Linked DNA regions of Mus musculus: region 1 is linked to region 2. A link is a contact called in public Hi-C data. All regions are on one chromosome and are shown on one strand. The core of a region is the stretch at or near the end of the contact, and the rest is flanking DNA. Distances in the headings are between cores, read along the strand shown. Region 1 has its middle 8.8 kb from the start of Gm31656. Region 2 has its middle 14 kb from the start of Gm31601.

Region 1 (4,057 bases), core at 287-2,786, 160 kb after region 2:
GAAACGAGGGGACTCTATGCGGAGCTCTGTGAGGGAATTGTGAGGGGCCCAGGACACCTCCCACAAAGGTGTGGCCCAGGCTGGCCATTCTGGATGGACATTCAAGTTTCCCTGAATGAAGAGGGTCAACTTAATGAGCACATGAGGACAACAGCTGGCGCTGCAGTTGAATGACCAGCATTCTGCATGGTTGCTTGTCTTACCGGTCAAAGAGAATGGTCCAGTTGGTGAACTTGGGAGCAGAGCTGGCAGACTCACCAGTGAAAGGTGGGTGGTGTGATGAGTCTCACTTGGCAAATGCCCTGAACTGCTCAATCCTAGCAACAGCTTGCACAGCAGCTGCCTGGCCAGTCTAGGAGCTGGAGTGGAGATGCACACAAGTGTCTCAGGTAGAAGCTGTACTGGATTGCTTAGGGGATGTTTGTGACTTAGCCACAGCCGACAGATACACCCAGCTTTGTGTGCTACATAGCAACCTGCACCTCTGTTTTCTCAACTGGACGAGGACTGTGACAACTGCCACAGAGTGGCTCTGAAGATCAACACTTCTTAGACACAAAGCACTGCCATTAGTCCTGGCAGTAGATATGTGTGTGCACCATGAGAGTGTTTGCTATGCCACTTGCTGTTAAGATAGATGCTCAGTATACTCTGTGGATCACCCTGGCTCTGAGACAGCAAAAGAACATGCCAGTCTGGACTTGCATACAATGTTCTTCAACATGGCCAACAATGCAACTGCATTTGATAATCTGGAAAATTTCAGATGAAACCAAATTATATAGCTTGCATTTAATTGATGGGCCTTGGAGAGCTTTCATATGCTAATGTACTTCAGAGTTTTCAAGAGATTGCTGGGGCAGAGTGGGTCCTGCATCCTTAAAGCCCTGAGATGGGGCTTAAGGTATCAGAGATGAAGCAGCAAGAGCCAAGAACCTCACACCCTTCAAGGATGTTCCAATGAGCGGCTCTGCTGCCAGCTGCAGGGTAGCAGGGGAAGCAGTCCTGACCAGTGCACGCAGGGTAAGGATGTGGACGCTGGAGCCTAGCAGCCAAAAACATGGATTGAGTCCCAGAGGCCAACGTGTCAGACAAGAGAAGAGACCACAGGGTGAATTGCTCTAATTCTATGAAAAGGGAGGGCAGGGATGAGGGTTGGATGTGGTGGAAGGCTGGGCAGCTGGAAGAACTGCTCTTTTACAGATAAAGGAGAAGACAGTGATGATGACGAGGCAGGAGGCTCGCCCTGGAGGCTTAGATGCAGAGTGGGACCATTGGGGTACAGCAGGGCAGGCCAAACCCTAAGACACAACCTGGGGCTGCTGGAGTCGGAAGTCCAGCCAGCTCCATGTGCCCAGCGAGTCATTCAGGCAGTGGCTAATTGGATCTGTGAACTCAGTGTGGCTGTTGGCAGAAGCTTTTAGTCCCAAGGACAGGATGGAAATTGGATTTCGGCTCCTGCGTGGAGAGGATCCTGGATTCCTGCCTGCTTGCCCTCCTGCTGTAGGGGGCTTGGATGACGGCCTCTGTCAGGCCGATTATAAATTATGCGTCCATTTCATATGCAGCTGTTGCAGGCCAGATCGATGCCAGGGACTCGAGCTGCCCAGCTCTCTGGCTTGTAGGCAAATCTGTTTTTCCTCCCAAGCCTGGTGAAGGCCTAGCAGAAATTAGGAAGTCTTCTGATGTGGTCACCCAGGCTTGGGTGTGAGCTCTGAGATGACCACTGGGTGAGTGGCTTTGTAAAATTCCCACAACATTTTTGGCCCACAGCTTCCAAAATGTCAGTCAGAGGTTAGAAGGCTATGGGCCTGCATGTGAAGCTGGACAGCTGGTTACTGCTATCTTCTCCATTGTCAATACTGCCCGACAAGCAGCCTTTTTCAGGTAGCCTGCCATGGTCTCTCCTCCTCTTATCGCCTGTCATGCTCAGACACAGACTCTTGAGTTGCTCTTTTGGTTCTCAAGTGGGACAGTCTCCATCAGACAGAGGGAAATGCTAAGCCATAACCTTGGTAGTGGAAGGAGTTGGCCAGGAATGGTTAAGTCTTAGGGGCCGAGGAAAGGAAGGAGATGGGGGAGATGGGCTCCCTGGATCCTGGGAGCCAGGCCTGTCCCCAGCGTTCTCCGGGCACTTAGAACCTTCTGGCAAGGGCAAGACTCTGAAAGGAAGAAGCTGAGGTGGAGATGAAAGAATGTCTGTCATTAGCTGCTGCAGTGGGGTGATGTCCGTGTTCTGGGGACAGCTTTGCTCACAGTCATGGGACCTCCTCCATCCCAGGCCCTTCATTCACCAGGCCCCCACCTTTCTGATGCAGACACCATGGCAGAAGGGACCATGATACGGCCCCAGGGAGCCATCCCAGCAGGGACTGAACCCTGGGCTGCCTGTTTTACATACACTACCCTGAGGTACAGGCAGCTGTGGCTACTCATAGGGGCCAGAGCATTGCAGTGATTCTCAATTATGCAGATGGGAAATGATATTAATGTGATTAAGACCACTGTGCAGAGTGTGAGCTAATCAAACCTGAGGGCAAGCTCTTTTACCTCCCTGACCCCGACTCCTTCTCTGCTCTCAGAATGTGCGTCAGTGTTGATGGCAACCACAGAGAACTTTGTGGATTTGAAGGGACATTGAGATCCTTCTACTTATTTCCACTGAAGCTACCAGCTGCTGAGCACATACTGTGTGCCTTGGAAGTGAGCACCTATTGGGAGGCCCATAGCCAAGCAAATATTATGTGTGTTCTGTGGGAAAACACCTACTATGTGCCCTGTAACCAAACACCTACTGTGTGCCCTGTGGCTGAGTACTCACTCTAGATTCTGTGACAAAGCATTTCTTATGTGCTTTGTGGCCAAGCACCCAGCGTGTCCTGTAGTTGAGCACCCAGTGTGTGTCCTTGGGCTGAACACCTTTTATATACCCTGTGGTTGAGCACCTACTGTGTGCACTGGGACTGAACACCTATTGTATGTTTTATGGATGAGCATCTGCTTATGTGTCCTTTGGTTGGCTCAGGAGTCAGGGTAGATGTCACACCCATGCCTAAGGGTCTCATAGTCATAGGAAGTGAGATGCACAAGGGACATACCTCAATGGACAACAGAGACAAGGTGTGTAAACACCTGGTCCCATCTGTTATTAGGGTGAGAAGAGTCCGGATGGGGCAAAGTGACTTTTTCCCAATGAAACTCGGTGGCTTCCACTCAAGTGGCCTGATAGCAAAGGGGGTCCCATGCGAGACATTAGAGCATTCATTCATTTATTCATTCATCCATTTGAGATACTTTCGTCCTGAGAGGAACCCTGTCTGGGGTTCTACAGAGGAAGAGTCCCATGTCTGTCTACAAAGCAAAGTGCCTGGCCTGCTCCACACAGAAGATGATGGCCCTGGGAGGTGGGAACAGTGTTAACACAGGGGACAGGGAGACACACAGTACCAAAGACATGTTGGAAACACCTATACCACACTTACAGTTGATCCTGCTAAGGCCAGAATGGGTGTTTTTGAGAGTAGAGCTGAGGAAGACCTCAGGTGACAGTCATCCTGCCAGGGCAATTGAAATGTTTTGATATGCTCAGGCAAAAAAATTTTAGTAGATTCCCGTGTCTTACAGTTCTGACTTTTTTTTTTTTTAAAGATTTATTTATTTATTATATGTAAGTACACTGTAGCTGTCTTCAGACACTCCAGAAGAGGGCATCAGATCTCATTACGGGTGGTTGTGAGCCACCATGTGGTTGCTGGGATTTGAACTTTGGACCTTCGGAAGAGCAGTCGGGTGCTCTTACCCACTGAGCCATCTCACCAGCCCCCAGTTCTGACTTTTAAGTGTTGGTAACTCAAAGATTTCCTATTTGGAAACTCACAGAACAAATCTCCTTGGCTATGGCTGTACCTGCAAACCTCTCCTCTGCTAGATTATTAGGCATGCACCACCACTGCCATTCCTAGTAATAGCCATTCTGCTGTGATGTGCTAGTATCTCACTGAAGGCTTGATTTACATATTCAGGTGAACAATGATGTCAAAACCCATTGGCCATTGGT
Region 2 (4,318 bases), core at 1,019-3,518:
TAATGCATTCTCCTCCATGTCCCTAGTCTGGCCCCACACAGCCACATATGGTGATAGCATCTAGCCAGCCTGCTTGTCCCTTTGCACCAGATATTTGCCAACCACTGAATCCAAGTGACAGTCAGACAGGCACAGTTGGGTCCAGCAGAGCCTGGCAGACCCTTGATAGATGCCTGAAGGCAGGGTCTGGTTAGACTAGATCTCAGGCAGGGACTGAGCCAGCCTCACAGTGAGGACAATTGAACGTGGGAAGGGGCCAGGTGACCTGGCCTCCACCCAACAGGAAAGCAAAGGTGGCCAAGTGGGCCGCAGTTAAGTTTATCTCACCAAGAGGGTTCTAGACACCAGGCAGGCCAGAAACTGAGGCCAGAGGGAGCCTTCCCTGCAGAGTGCTATTCAGCAGGAGTTCTGTGACAAGGTATGTCTAGAGTGGTGACCGAGCTCCTTGACCTCCTGGCTGCAGCTGGTCACTTCTATCCTTAGACTCACAGCTGGGTCTTCAGAATTCATTCATTGAGAGAAGCCTATAGTCTCCTACGATGTGGCCTCCAAACCCCTCATGGTCCAGGCCCTATAAGGACAAGGGACATGTGACCACTCACCAAGGACAATGAAGAATAGGGGCCCCAGAGCCAACTGTTTCATTATGGTGGCCTGCTAGGGTAGCTGCACATGCCAGAACCCAGAGCTCTTCTGGGAGAGCAGTGGAGGTAACAGGCCCCTCCCTGTCTACCCCTCCTTAGCCATGACCTTAAGATAAAGGTCTTCCCAGCCTCCCAGAAGCTCCTAAGTCTGGTCCCTGGCCCCCATAGCCTTACCTTAGGCCTTGGGTCCCAGAAAACCCTTCTTGTCTTGTCCCACAGAAGGTGACCAGAGGACTTGCACCAGGAACTCACTGAATGTCCACAGTCACCCTGCTGGCAGCATGATCCCAGCTGACAATGCTCTGTCACACTCACACTCTGAGGGGCTCTATTGGGGGCCCTGGGTGGGGGAGGCAGGCTACTGCTTGATCTTCACCTCTATCCACCAAGGGTCAGTTTCAGTGTTCCCTGGGGACACCAGAAGCTCAGCTTCAGACCAGCCAGGATGTAGATAAAATACTAATTGTCTCCATTCCTACCTCCTGAGTCCAGATCCCCTACTGGGGTGTGTGCATCTGAATGACACAGGCACTCTGCGTTTGCTTAACATGAGATAATGAGACAGGAATCCTCTGTGCTCAGAGACCCAGAAGGGATGGAGCCTACAGGTGCTGCAGAGGTGCCCCAGCCCCACCCACAGAACAGAGATGCTTTCAAAACACATGACCAATGTCTTCCATGCTCCCATGTTCTCTATGCCTCCAGGGTCCAGGCTAGTAAAGGACAGAGAAAGAAGCCAGGATCCTGAGACACAAGCAAGTAAGTAAGGGATTGAGAGAATGAGGCAGGGCTGAATAAATGAGAGAGTGAGTGAGTGATGGAATGAATGAATGAGTGAGTGAAGGAATGAATGAGTGAATGAGTGGGTAAGTGAAGGAATGAGTGAGCAAGGGATGAGTGAGTGAGGAAATGAGTGAGTGAAGGAATGAATGAGTGAATGAGTGAGAGAGTAAAGGAATGAGTGAATTAAGGAATGAGTGAATGAGTGAGTGAATGAATGAATGAATGAGCAAGTAAGTGAGTGAGTGAAGGAATGAGTGAATGAGTGAGAGAGTAAAGGAATGAGTGAATTAAGGAATGAGTGAATGAGTGAGCAAGTGAGTGAGGGAGTGAGTGAAGGAATGAGTGAATTAAGAAATGAGTGAGTGAATGAATGAATGAGCAAGTAAGTGAAGGAATAAGTGAATGAGTGAAGGAATGAGTGAGTAAATTAAAGAGTTAAGGAATGAGTGAATGAATAAGGAGTAAGGAGACCTAAGAATGCAAAGCCAAGGTTTCCAGAGCCTGGGCAGGGAAGGCAGAGTCAGCCTGTGCCCAGGAGAGAAGTTTTAAGTTTCTGGGCCTGGGGAGCCATGGGGGGCTATGGGAAAGCACATAAGGCCACCCCATTGGAAAAGGTGACTACTGAAGGTGGGTGGAGAGGGAGGACAGGACCTAGTTCACCTAGGTAGGCTAAGGCAGCTGATCTGGCAGCCAACGGAGTGCAGATGGTGAGAAGCGGGAGAGGGTCCTCCTCCATTTGTATCTGGTCCTCCTGCTTCCCTGCTGAGAGTGGGCATGCTTCTGATCTGTGTGGTCAAGGAACAGAGGGACCAATGTCCCTGTTCCCATGTGGGTGGGCTGGCCTGAGCCAAGGCTGTCTTTCTGTGTGCCTGTATGCCACTGTTTAGCTGTTTCTGCATCTAGCACAGCCTGTGTGATGGGGGGGAGGGGAGAAAAAGACTTGGGGTTTTAGATGAATGAATGGAGGCACCATCTCAGGATCCTGCTTCCTGCATGAGCTTCATGGGAAGTGCTGCTGTCTGATAAGAGGTGGGGCAGAAGGGAGGGCTTCTGGAGACAGTGTGAAATGGCCAAGGTGACACTCTCCTCCAGGGCTGCAGCCAGCATGTGCAGGCCTCTGAGAACCGCTGGTGTGTCCAATGAGCTGTGCCCTGCCTGTGGGCACTTACCCAGGGCTCTGCAGCCTACTACATCAGACAGGCTGGGAAGAACTGTCTAGACTGGGTTTGACTGCACAGTTAGGACAGACTGGAGGCTACAGGAGGATCTGTTTGGGCAGAGAGCCAATGGAGAATGGGGTGAGCAAGGGGGGGGACTGAGGCTTGTCGAACAGGGGAGCCAAACCCAGGCCAGAGTATTCTGGAGCCAGGTGGGACCTGCTCTGCCCAGCAGCACTGCCTGCTGGGTGGAGTGAAGACAGGTCAGTGGAGGGTGGGGGATGTTGCTTCATGGAAATCAGCAGACAGAAGGCACAGGGATCCTCAGCCCTTGCTCTGAGAGCCAATTGTCAAACATTTATCATCACTGAGCACTGGCAGGAGCCAGCAAGAAACACAGCAGCTATCTCAGCTACAGGGTGTGAAGATCACACCAACACAAATAGACACAGACAGACAGACAGACAGACAGACATATGCAGACACAGAGATTCACCAAGATGCACAAACTCCCACAGAGACATCCTGGCACAGGTTTACCACACACACACACACACACACACACACACACACACACACACACACACACCCTTGCAGATATAGCCACACACATGGGCAAGACACACAGATATGCTCATGTGCACATGAAGACACACCAGCACACACTCACACATTCACACACACCCATGTGGAAACACAGAAACACACGAGCAGTTGAAATTCAGCCATTCATCCGGACTCCTTTAGCCCTCAACTCTCCCTCAGGAGGGGTTCTGACAGCCAGCCAGCCCTTCAGAGCTGCCTGGATTTGGCCCCATTCATTGACCAAACAGATAACATGGGCAGATGGATCTCAGCTTCAGTCTGGACGTTTGATGGGCACATTGCCAAGTGTGTCCTTACACATGAGCCATTTATCACTTATGCATGGTCTATTCTGCCTCCCACCCCCCTCCTGTCCGTCTATCCTCCCATTCACTGTTCACTCATCATTCAATCTGTCTACTCCTAGCCACTCGCCATCTATCCCATCACTATTCATCCATCCATCTGTCTATACCCCACCATTTACATATTTCATCCTCCCTCATACCGATCCCTATCCAACCGCCAATCCTTATTTTTTGAATTCCACTACCAGGAATGACCCTATATGGGTCTGGAAGGAGTCCATATTGAGCTTGCTGAGTTGTGTTGGCTCTTAGGTGAGTGTGGCAGGTCTCTTGATGACCTTTCCAGACCAGAGCCAAGTCTAGAGCTGCTCTGCAGAGCCCTCTTTGCACTGTGTTACTGCACCAAGGGTTGGGTGTGACAGAGGAGGGGCATGGCCAAGGTTGGAAAGTCTGTCGGGTGTGAGGGCCAGGAAGAGAATGGGAGTCACTGAACCTTCTTTTCAGTTGAGGCATTTCCCATGGGAATGCTTCAGGCACCAGACCCAGGGGCTGAAGAGGCAGGCAGGTCAGAGTGTAGGTTAGAGAGATGGATGCTGAGGTAGAGAGAGGGGTCCTCAGAAAGTGCCAGGGATGTGCCAGTTAGTTTTTTGTCAGCTTAGCACAAATGTGTCACCCGAGAAGAGGAAGCCTCAGTTGAGGAGTAGCCTCCATTAGATTGGTCTGGAGGGGGCACATCAATGGGGACATTTTCTTGATTAATGACTGATGTGGGAGGGCCCAAACCACTATGAATAGCATCATCTCTTGGCAGGTGGTCTGGGGCCGTATAAGAAAGCAGGTT

Evidence for each region. A called contact is a pair of places that touch in the nucleus more often than the background predicts.
Region 1: a contact with region 2 is called in a Hi-C map of cerebellum, with 1.6 times the contacts expected there. The contact joins two enhancer-like sites. A contact is called at or near these places in 2 of 484 Hi-C or Micro-C datasets (cerebellum and cerebral cortex) and 2 of 115 datasets of contacts at active chromatin or transcription factors (craniofacial prominence and forebrain).

Annotation. Positions count from the first base shown.
Region 1 is chr5:35,304,100-35,308,156 of GRCm38.p6, forward strand. No RefSeq gene overlaps it. Among named protein-coding and RNA genes, the nearest start is that of Gm31656, 8.8 kb to the right of the region's middle. Within about 2 kb of position 1,537, at least 10 of the 459 cell types and tissues checked have an H3K27ac peak or open chromatin away from gene starts, as enhancers often do. A contact at or near this core is called in cerebellum, where this site is marked.
Region 2 is chr5:35,144,738-35,149,055 of GRCm38.p6, forward strand. No RefSeq gene overlaps it. Among named protein-coding and RNA genes, the nearest start is that of Gm31601, 14 kb to the right of the region's middle. Within about 2 kb of position 2,269, at least 25 of the 459 cell types and tissues checked have an H3K27ac peak or open chromatin away from gene starts, as enhancers often do. A contact at or near this core is called in cerebellum, where this site is marked.